Regions from separate parts of the Mus musculus genome. Here region 2 is linked to region 1. Evidence: chromatin contacts called from public promoter capture Hi-C data. All regions are on one chromosome and are shown on one strand. Each heading gives the region's core, a stretch centred on a gene start, on an enhancer-like site or on the middle of the called end of the contact. The rest is flanking DNA. Distances are from core to core; before and after follow the strand shown. Region 1 overlaps Pdlim5 (PDZ and LIM domain 5). Region 2 has its middle 10 kb from the start of Gm33189.

Evidence for each region. Capture Hi-C pulls out chosen DNA fragments and counts their contacts.
Region 2: a contact with region 1 is called in a promoter capture Hi-C map of adipose tissue. The contact joins two enhancer-like sites. A contact is called at or near these places in 21 of 484 Hi-C or Micro-C datasets (B cells, CD4 T cells, ECoMG-derived neutrophils and 15 more), 10 of 115 datasets of contacts at active chromatin or transcription factors (the NIH/3T3 cell line, T-cell acute lymphoblastic leukemia, embryonic basal ganglia and 6 more) and 5 of 9 other capture datasets (adipose tissue, embryonic tail, embryonic trunk and 2 more).

Annotation. Positions count from the first base shown.
Region 1 is chr3:142,308,482-142,313,053 of GRCm38.p6, reverse strand. It overlaps Pdlim5 (PDZ and LIM domain 5), which reads left to right. Exons shown (of 13, transcript NM_019808.3): 5 at 513-931. Among named protein-coding and RNA genes, the nearest start is that of Pdlim5, 85 kb to the left of the region's middle. Within about 2 kb of position 2,298, at least 66 of the 459 cell types and tissues checked have an H3K27ac peak or open chromatin away from gene starts, as enhancers often do. A contact at or near this core is called in adipose tissue, where this site is marked.
Region 2 is chr3:142,421,182-142,425,753 of GRCm38.p6, reverse strand. No RefSeq gene overlaps it. Among named protein-coding and RNA genes, the nearest start is that of Gm33189, 10 kb to the left of the region's middle. Within about 2 kb of position 1,798, at least 29 of the 459 cell types and tissues checked have an H3K27ac peak or open chromatin away from gene starts, as enhancers often do. A contact at or near this core is called in adipose tissue, where this site is marked.

The DNA of each region.
Region 1 (4,572 bases), core at 1,049-3,548:
ATGCTCTTGAGCTAGGTGAGTTTCCTTAATTGAAGAGTTTAAAACTTAGTACATTTCATGACTCAAGTAATTACACTGTGGAGAGAAACAAAATATGTTGGAAAGATGGAATTATAATTGAGGCTTTGGGTATTTTAAAAATAAAATCTTTCAGTTAGTAGTAGTTTGTTTATATGGAGTAAAATTATTCATTTAAAATATATTTCAGTTGACATTTAACGAAGGCCTGTAGGATATTTTTGTTGTTTTTTTTTTTCTGCTCTGTTTTTAAGTATTTTGGAATGTTAATTTTTATAAATGAAAATGTGTTTCTTGTATGCAGTAGTGTTATGCATGATGAGATCAGTTAGAATGCATGCTATGCTATATCAACTCATTGTTTTTCTTGAAGACATATTTGAGCTGCTAACATAGTGTTTGTCCTTTTAAAATCGGCTATATGTTTATGCACTTAATATATATTTGCATGTGTTTGGTGTGTTTTTGTGTATTTTTATTTTTATTTCACATAGGGTGAACCTAAGGAAGTAGTTAAGCCTGTGCCCATTACATCTCCTGCTGTATCCAAAGTCACTTCCACTACCAACATGGCCTACAATAAAGCACCACGGCCCTTTGGTTCTGTGTCTTCACCAAAAGTCACATCCATCCCATCACCATCGTCTGCGTTCACCCCAGCCCATGCCGCCACTTCATCACATGCTTCCCCCACACCTGTGGCCGCTGCCACTCCCCTCCACCTCTCTGCATCCGGACTGCATGTTAGTGCCAATCTTAGTGCTGACCAGTGTTCATCTCCACCGAACACTGGTAAACCTGCAGTTAATGTCCCACGGCAGCCCACAGTCACCAGCGTGTGTTCCGAGTCTGCTCAGGAGCTAGCAGAGGGACAGAGAAGAGGATCCCAGGGTGACATTAAGCAGCAAAATGGGTAGGTGGTCCAGGGTGATTTCTGTCCTTTTCAAAACTCTTCTTTCAGGTAATTTTTAGGAAACAATGTCCTTTCTCTTCAGCCGTTCTTTGAAGGAAGACGAAGTTCTATTTGCTGCACTAACAGTGGCTTTCATTTATTTACAAAGTACTGTACAAAGCAGTTACAAGTTAATCAGAACTTGATTATGCATTTTGGTATGTTCTGAGCATGTAACATACTCTACAACTCTGCCCTCCATGGTCCTACAGTGTTGAGCAGTTGGCACTTATAATGCAAGGCAAATCTTCTAATTTTGTTTCTCAAAATTTCCTTTTGTTTTTTTTTATCACCAAAGGTTTAAGCAGTATGATTGTAATTGTTCTTAGCATGCCTACACCTCCTTAAGGAGAGAGGAAATGGGTTTGTATTGATCTTTCCCTCCAGGAAGTAGTCTAGAAAGCTGAAAACAAATCACTTCTGACTCAAGTATCTGTATGAGGCAGCTTAGAGCATTTAGGGATTACATTTTAAAAACTGTTTTGAGCATATTAAACTATTCAAAGCCCCAAGTTTTATTGTTGCATATATGCTTTCGTAGCCATTATTTCTAGGTAGCTAATTTATTTCTTTTAGGTGAAGTTATTTGCAGGCAAAATGATCTATGCACAATTTTGTTTGGATTTGTTGCGACAAAATGTACTTTTAAAGGGAAATACTATGCACTTGTGATGGGCTTTGCCAATGCAAGTCTCCAGGATATTTATAATTAAAATAATTGTGTGTAGACCCATTCTGGGAGCTCTAACCCCTCTGGAATGTTAACTCTCTTAATGAAGAGGATGTGCTTTCTGTAATGTTGTTGCCATGACAGCTCCTGGGCTTTCAAAGAGGAGGTGGCAAGGCTCCAGGCTGCTGTACAGGGAGCAAGAAGAGCCACTGGTCGGTTATGTGTGGCTCTGTGGTTGTAGTTGTTTGTTTGTTTGTTTTTTAAGTATTGATATAGACAATGAAGTTAATTAGTGCCCTTTGAAGAATGTTATGTCTCCTTTATCCAAGGAAGAGAATATGTTTGTATGTTTGGCTGTATTTTTGTTGTATGTCTCTTTTTTGACAATAGATACTAGAATAATAAAACTAGGTAATCAGATGTTGCCTCTTGAATGCTTGTCCACGGCAAATGGAAGTATTTATTAAATTCTAGTTTGAGTAGACAGAAAGTTGACTGAAGTTGACATGTCTTAACTAAAACCTTTGCATACTTCTGGAAATGTTATACCCAGTATTTTTGAGGTAAAGGAAAAGTGAAGTTTTAGGGAGTACTGAGCTTACACTGGGCTTCAGCTGGGCTTGCTGGGCATTTCCTTAGTCATTGAGGTCAAGATGATTGAGAGCTTCTTTCAGGCAGATCTGGCTGTGCTCTAGTCCCAGGACCGTGGTGGCAGCTTCTTAATGAGTCTGCAAGCATTCACACAGCACATGCCTGCTGGTCAGCACAGTATAAAGCTGAGGATAAAGGGGATTATTACATGTTTTGCATCATTAACAAGCAAGCTACTGCTTTGCGTTGACAAACTGAAAGTGTTTAAAAATAGCTTGATTTCAAATGCTGTCCAGATGTTAGGACAGTAAGAACACAGTTTGGTGCCTGACTAATTCTAAGGTGGACATGAAGTGGGGATTTTTGTTACTGCATTTCGATTGGAGAAGTAAACAGCCATATACTTGACTAGTCGGTCATGGGTTTTCCTGAAGAGTTAGTGTTTTGTGGCATTGATGAGCACTTTCTCCATGTCACATGTGTTGTCCTGTTTCTGTCGGGTGTTTTACTGGTAGGTATCCCAGATTTTTATGACATCAGTAAAACAAACCTCTTGTAAACTTCAGAGCTATTAGTCTTTATTAATTACTTTTAAAATAGCACACACCAATGACCAAATGTTTAAAGGCTTAAGAGGAGACAGTTAGTAAATGGCTGAGTTGTCTTTTCCTCAAAGCATCTAGACTGCTGGTTTTTAAGTGATTTGAAATGACTGGCTAATTTGCCAGTTCTCTGAGTATCCCACCCACATTTGTGTTGAATCAACAAACTAAAGACAAAAGCAAGGGCTTATTGCATCATTATTAAGATAGAAACTAGCTATTCCCTGTATAGTAAGAAGTCTGGCTAGCATAGTGATAGTTCTGAGAGTAACTGTTAGCAGCTACATAACTGTTCTTATAACTAACAATGATCAAGGCATTTTAAAAGAAATTTAAATCTTCCTTCTGTGGATAAATTATTGCTCTTGGCATGCTGCTCCTCTCTGCTACACTTTTACTCCATGAAGAATAGAACAGGGTTTACATTCCTGACTAGAAACAAACTGCCTTACACGAAATAGATTAACTGATTTGCGTTTCACTGTCCACATGTCCTGCATTATAATGTGCCACTGCTCTCAGGAGGTAAGTCCTTTTGTGTATCCTCCATTAATTTCAGTCTTCTTTGGCTGCAACATTAACAGTTTGTATGTGGTGTTTTGAAGAATCAGCCTCAAAAGATGCAAACATTAATGGTGTATTCAAATAATGGTTTAAAATGCTTTTCTCTTTACAGAAAACACACGTGACAAAGTTAGTATCTACATTACTGGAAAGCAGATATGGTGATTTATATATGAATAAACAGCATGAATCCTCAGTTTTTGCAAAAATTAACTTAATTTTGCAAAAGATTTGTAATTTAGAAAAGCAGTGTTGTCAGTAAATTTGGTTTGCATTGCTGTTTTAGTGAATTGCCTTATAGTAGTTGTTGCGTTGCTAAAGCTTTGTAAGCTGTGTAAGATGGGTTAGGCTTGCTGTGCAGTGGCTAAACATCGAAATGCTTGGGGAAATTAATTTTGATCAGTCAGTCAACAGTGTCACAAGACAAAGATAAACTAAAAATTTTACCAGTAGTAAATAATATACTAAAGCTGAAGTATTTCCAAATTGATATCAAAAGCCAGTTATTTCTTATATAAAATAAAAACCTTTCTGATTTTTTGGAATATTAAGTCAGAAAATGTTACTGTCAGGTTTAGATATCTCTGTGTAGTGTGTTTGTTTATATGTCAGTTTTGGAGGGTTGATATGTTTTAAAATTACTCAAAAGACATAGTTAACAATTTGCTAAATTTTAGTCAGTAGGTATAGACATTGAAAAACCTGGCATTTTTGTTTTTCTTATTCATACTGACAGGAAACTGACTAGTGATGACTATCTTAAAAACTAGATTAAAATTGAGTTGTTATAACAACAGCTTAGCATTTTTGTATTAATTGTGCTGTGATTATTCTGAATATATAGAGACATTTCTTTTATTAATACACCACAGTAAAGTCTCTTTGGAAACAGGATATGTCTATCGTAAGACATATTAAAGAGAGTTAGCTGTTGAATTGTTAGAACACCTCCTTTCTAATTGCCTATAATCTACTTATTAACCTCAGCACATTAGTAAGATCCTCAGATATGGTGAATTATTGTCAATTTAAAATTAACTGATTATACATAAAAACTGGCTAGTTAATAGGCTGTAGTGTAGCACATAATTTGTTTGGAAAAAAAAAAGAAACATGGCACTTGAAATAAAAAGAATGGAAACATTTATATTAAATAGATAGGCTCAGAGCTCAGA
Region 2 (4,572 bases), core at 549-3,048, 110 kb before region 1:
TTGAAAATAGAAATTTTTTGACAGTGAACAGTGTCTTTGATGAAATATAATATGAAATGGTCTTTGTTGTTTTTGTTGTATTTTGTTTCTGTCTTGTATTTTAAAAAGTATCTCATGTAACCCAGGCTGGGGGCAAACTCACTCTGTAGGCTGGGATGGCCTTGAGCCTTTAATTTGCTATCTTCCCTGCTGAAGAGTGCTAGTCTTAGGGTTGTGCCAGCATCCCTAACTCCTGGTATTAGGTGCTCTGACATGCATATAAATGGAATCTGGGAGAAGAGCATGGGAAACGATTTTCAGTACTAATTATAAATTTACCAAGAAACACAAACCAGTGGATCACAGAATGTCAATAGACCCCAAGCAGGACCTGTCAACAGGTCCACATCACAAATCCACTGATGGGGGCAGCTGGCACTGAGCTGGAGGCATAGGCCAATGAGAAAGTCCTGCAAGGGTGCCAGTCCTCGGGAGGACAGGGTGTTGCTTTTGTTTGCAGGTGCAAGTAGTGCATGGCTGTAATGCTAGTACTCAAGAGGCTGAGGCAGAGGATCATGGGTTTCAGGCCAACCTGTGTACAAAATGAAAAGTACCCAGTCCAAAAAAACAAAAAAAAACAAAAACGACAGAGAAGATAAAAAGACATTACGCACACATGTATATTAAAGGCAGCCTGAATGGGGACAAAAAAGAAAACACAAAATTAGAAATAACAATACTTCTTGTCAGTGAATATCCAAGGGAAACGTCTTGAAACATAATTTTAATTTGTTTTGTTTGTTTGTCTGATGCAGAGGGATGTTGCCTAGGTGACTGTCCTGTTTCATCCTCCTGAGTGCTGGGATCATAGAACAATTATCTTTTAAAAAAGGGAAAACAAAGCAAACCTTTCAACCCAGGATTGACATGCAATGAAATTTAGTTCAAGAATGAAAGTCAACTAATGACATTTTCCTAGCAAATACAAGCCAAGCAGATTCATTGCCAGCAGACTTACCATGAAAAAAGAAATTAAATGAAGTTCATAAACAAAAAGCTACAATGATACCAAATAAGGACACGAAAAGAAAAGTCCCCTTCCCCAGGATATGGTCAGAGTGGGAAAAGCAATAAGGACAAGAGCAACAAAGACTCTCCCGTTTTAAAGCTCATCGATGTTATAGGATAGCTTAGTGGGTAAAGATGCATGGTTTGCAAGTGTGAAGTTCTAAGTTCAAGTCACAAGAACCCATCTTAGAGCTGGTTACATAGCAACAGTATCTGTAACCACAGCACTCCTACAGAGAGATGAGCAGCAAAGTCAAAAAAAAAAAAAAAAAGCCCCTGAAAATCTTAAGGGCCAGCTCTCTAGACTACGCAGCAAAAAAACAACAGCAGAGGCTGACTGACAAAGGCAGGAAACTAGGATCAAGGTTGTTTCCTGGCCTCTACTTGTGAGTGGGAGCACAAATGGGCCAACCCATCCCCCCTGTCCCCCATAGAAACAAATACAGTGTATACCAAAAACAAAAGGAAAACAGTTAATGATTTGAAAAAAAAATCACATTTTTACAAATACTGAGTTGGCATGGTGAGCTGGTGGCAAACCTTGAAATGAGAGTCCAGTATGGGGATAGGGTAGTTCTCTGGGAGAACACAAAAGCTATAGATCTTCCAGAAGACCAGCCCATGTTCCAGGAATTCCAGGGCTGTGATTACTAATAGAAGCCTGATCTTTTCACTATAGGAATCCTCTAAACTGTTCCTGACAGCTTTGGCTACTCTCTTACCTAAACAGAAAGAGTGATTCATCACTCTTGTCCGCTAACTGACTTCATGCTGAAGGCATCAGGTAATATGGCAAGCTGGAACGCTGGTAATTGCTACCTAGCTCCAAAGAGCAAACAAACAGGCCTGGTGGATCTAATGAAGGCCAACTGGTCCTGGTCTTGGGCTTCACTGGATAAAGGACAGACGACAAATACTTTTGAGATGGATGTGTGAGAACAATTTTAGAGCCTGAGGCAGAGCGTATCATGCTACAAGTGCAGCCAAGGGAGGCAGGGCTGGGGAAAGAGATGGGGCTTTAGAGTAGGGAACAAGTCGAGTCCCTGCCAGAAAGAAAGAAGGAGCTGAGGTTGCACCTGTCTGTTTTAGGGCCCACTAAATGCTTGAGTGGCTTTAATACCCTGCTAAGTATTTCATTCTGGTGGTTTATTTACCATCTGGTTACTTATTTGCCACTTGAAGACTTAATTCTTGTTACATTGTTACTAGTATATTTAGGAGGTTTTCACTACAAGTAAGTCAGGAGCAAGATTGTGAAATCTGAATGAACACAGATTTTATAAAATGTATAAAGAAGAGAGACCTCAGTGGTTGTCACAGTGCAGTGAAATCCCCTGGGGCCTATAATTCAAGCCTCAGCTGGTCTCTACATCTCTGACCACACATTTACCTCTTTTCTCTGCCTCACTCTGCTCTTGACTTCTGTGCGCTGCTGAAAGCATTACATGAACATAACGTTAGATGCCTTTTATTCTTTCCTGAGATGTTCATAGATGTTTACGTATCCCATTCTACTATATCACCCAGTAGCCTGTTTGCTTATACATCAGCTGTTTAGAAAACCCTTGTGCAAATATCACCCTTATGGGCCACACTATGATCTCGATCCCAGTCTTCTATAGTAGCTTGATTAGCATTTAGTGTTGCTTGAATGAATCTGTGTATCCTTCGGTGTCCAGAACATACACCAGAATCATAGCTTCTTGGAATTGTGGACTGTGTTTATCACTTCAGTCACATTGGATCAAGTACTCAATGAATGGATGAATAAATGAATGAATGGATGGATGAATGGATGGATGGATGGATGAGTGACTCTTAGAAATGATAAATACATAATTTAATGAAATGTTTCCTATTATTTACTTCCTATGTTTCTACTTTTCTGTGTACTAGGCACAAACAAAATTGGGCCTGAATATTGTTTTTCTTCGGAAAGGAAGCAAAGAAAGCACTAATCAAAAATAACTGAGCCAATGCCATTCCTGGTAATTAAAATACTGCCAACAATCCAGCACACTAGAATTAGTGATTAATTATGTGTTGAAAACTGAGTCCCAAAGTAGGTAAAGGGAAAAAATTCTAATGAGCATGACATTAATGTTTGTGTTCTTGCAGTGCCATTTAGTCTATTGATTCTGTTTAGATAGTTCTAAGTGTCTCCAAAAGACAGCAGGGTTCATGTGTGCCGACCGCACACGTGTTTGCTAGGAACAGTGTCCTGACTCTCTTCAGACTTTGCCAATGCCATTCTATATTGGGCTGGACACTCCAGCCCAGCTGGTTCTGGAACTCTGCCAAAGCCATGGATGTCTTCAAAGGCCTTTTTCAAATTGCAAGGCAGAGCTGTGTTCTCTGGGAGCTTATGTGTGTTCTTCTAGATGTGCATGGTGTCCTTTTCCCAACTCCAGCCATCACGCAAAGATGGCTTCAATCTATTTACAGCACAAGAACTCACTCCATAGCCCAGAAATGTGAATTCTAACCCTCCTTCCCAGCATTCTGTCCAGGAAAATGAGACACTGGAGTAAAAAGCTCCCCCATTAATCTCTCTCTGAGCATTTGTAGCAATTTAATCCAGGATTCTGCTGTACCGTGTGTATGCCAAGATGATACCAAGTAACAAAGCAAGACAGCTAGCTGGTGGAAGAAAAATGTTTTCTCTGTTTATGATTTCCAAAGAAATACATGTTTTTCCAGGGAATTTAGGATTTCAGTCTAAAACATCTTTGAGAATGGAATAACCAAAATCTCCATACACTTGGATGTTCTTTGAAAAGATTACATGGTCACGCGGTTCTCTTTTTACCAATTAAGCAAAAGAACATTCAGCACGCCGATAGCTTTAGGAATCACCTCTTGACGTGCAGTAATGCCATTTCTGAACCTGCACCTATGAAGGTATTGGACATCAGGAGTGAAGACACCTGACTTGCAAGCCTTTGCCTGCAGCATATGACATTGTAAACTCTGTCTTCTAAGTTGGTAATTGAAGGAAGCAAAGGTAGCATTGCCAAGAATCCCTGGCAACTGCTCCCAACAGGCCTGAAAGCCAACAAAAAACACCAAGGGTTTCTGGAGGTCAATGTTATATTTGGAGATATGACAACTGATTCATGCCAAACTCGAGCAATAGCAAGATTTACCAGAGTTAAGTGCTCTGGTACTTATTTAGTCCAACTTGTGTGAGGCCAGTTTGAGAGTGTGTCTGTTTGGTTCTTTCCTCTCCTCTGGGTGTCCTGTGGATATGGACCATACCTTAACCAGGAAAAGGTTTGGAAGATCACCCTGAAACTGTAACAGCTAGCACACAATGACCAACAATACAAACTCCCCTTCGCATATTGCCTTATTTTAGATATAATGCCTACAGTTTTGATTTTGATCAGTGGTTCTCAACCTTCCTAAGGCTGTGACCCTTTAATACACTTCCTTATGCTGCGGTAACCCCCAGCCGTAAAATCATTTTGTTGCTAGTTCACAATTGTAATTTTGCTACTACTATGAATCATAATGTAAATAGCT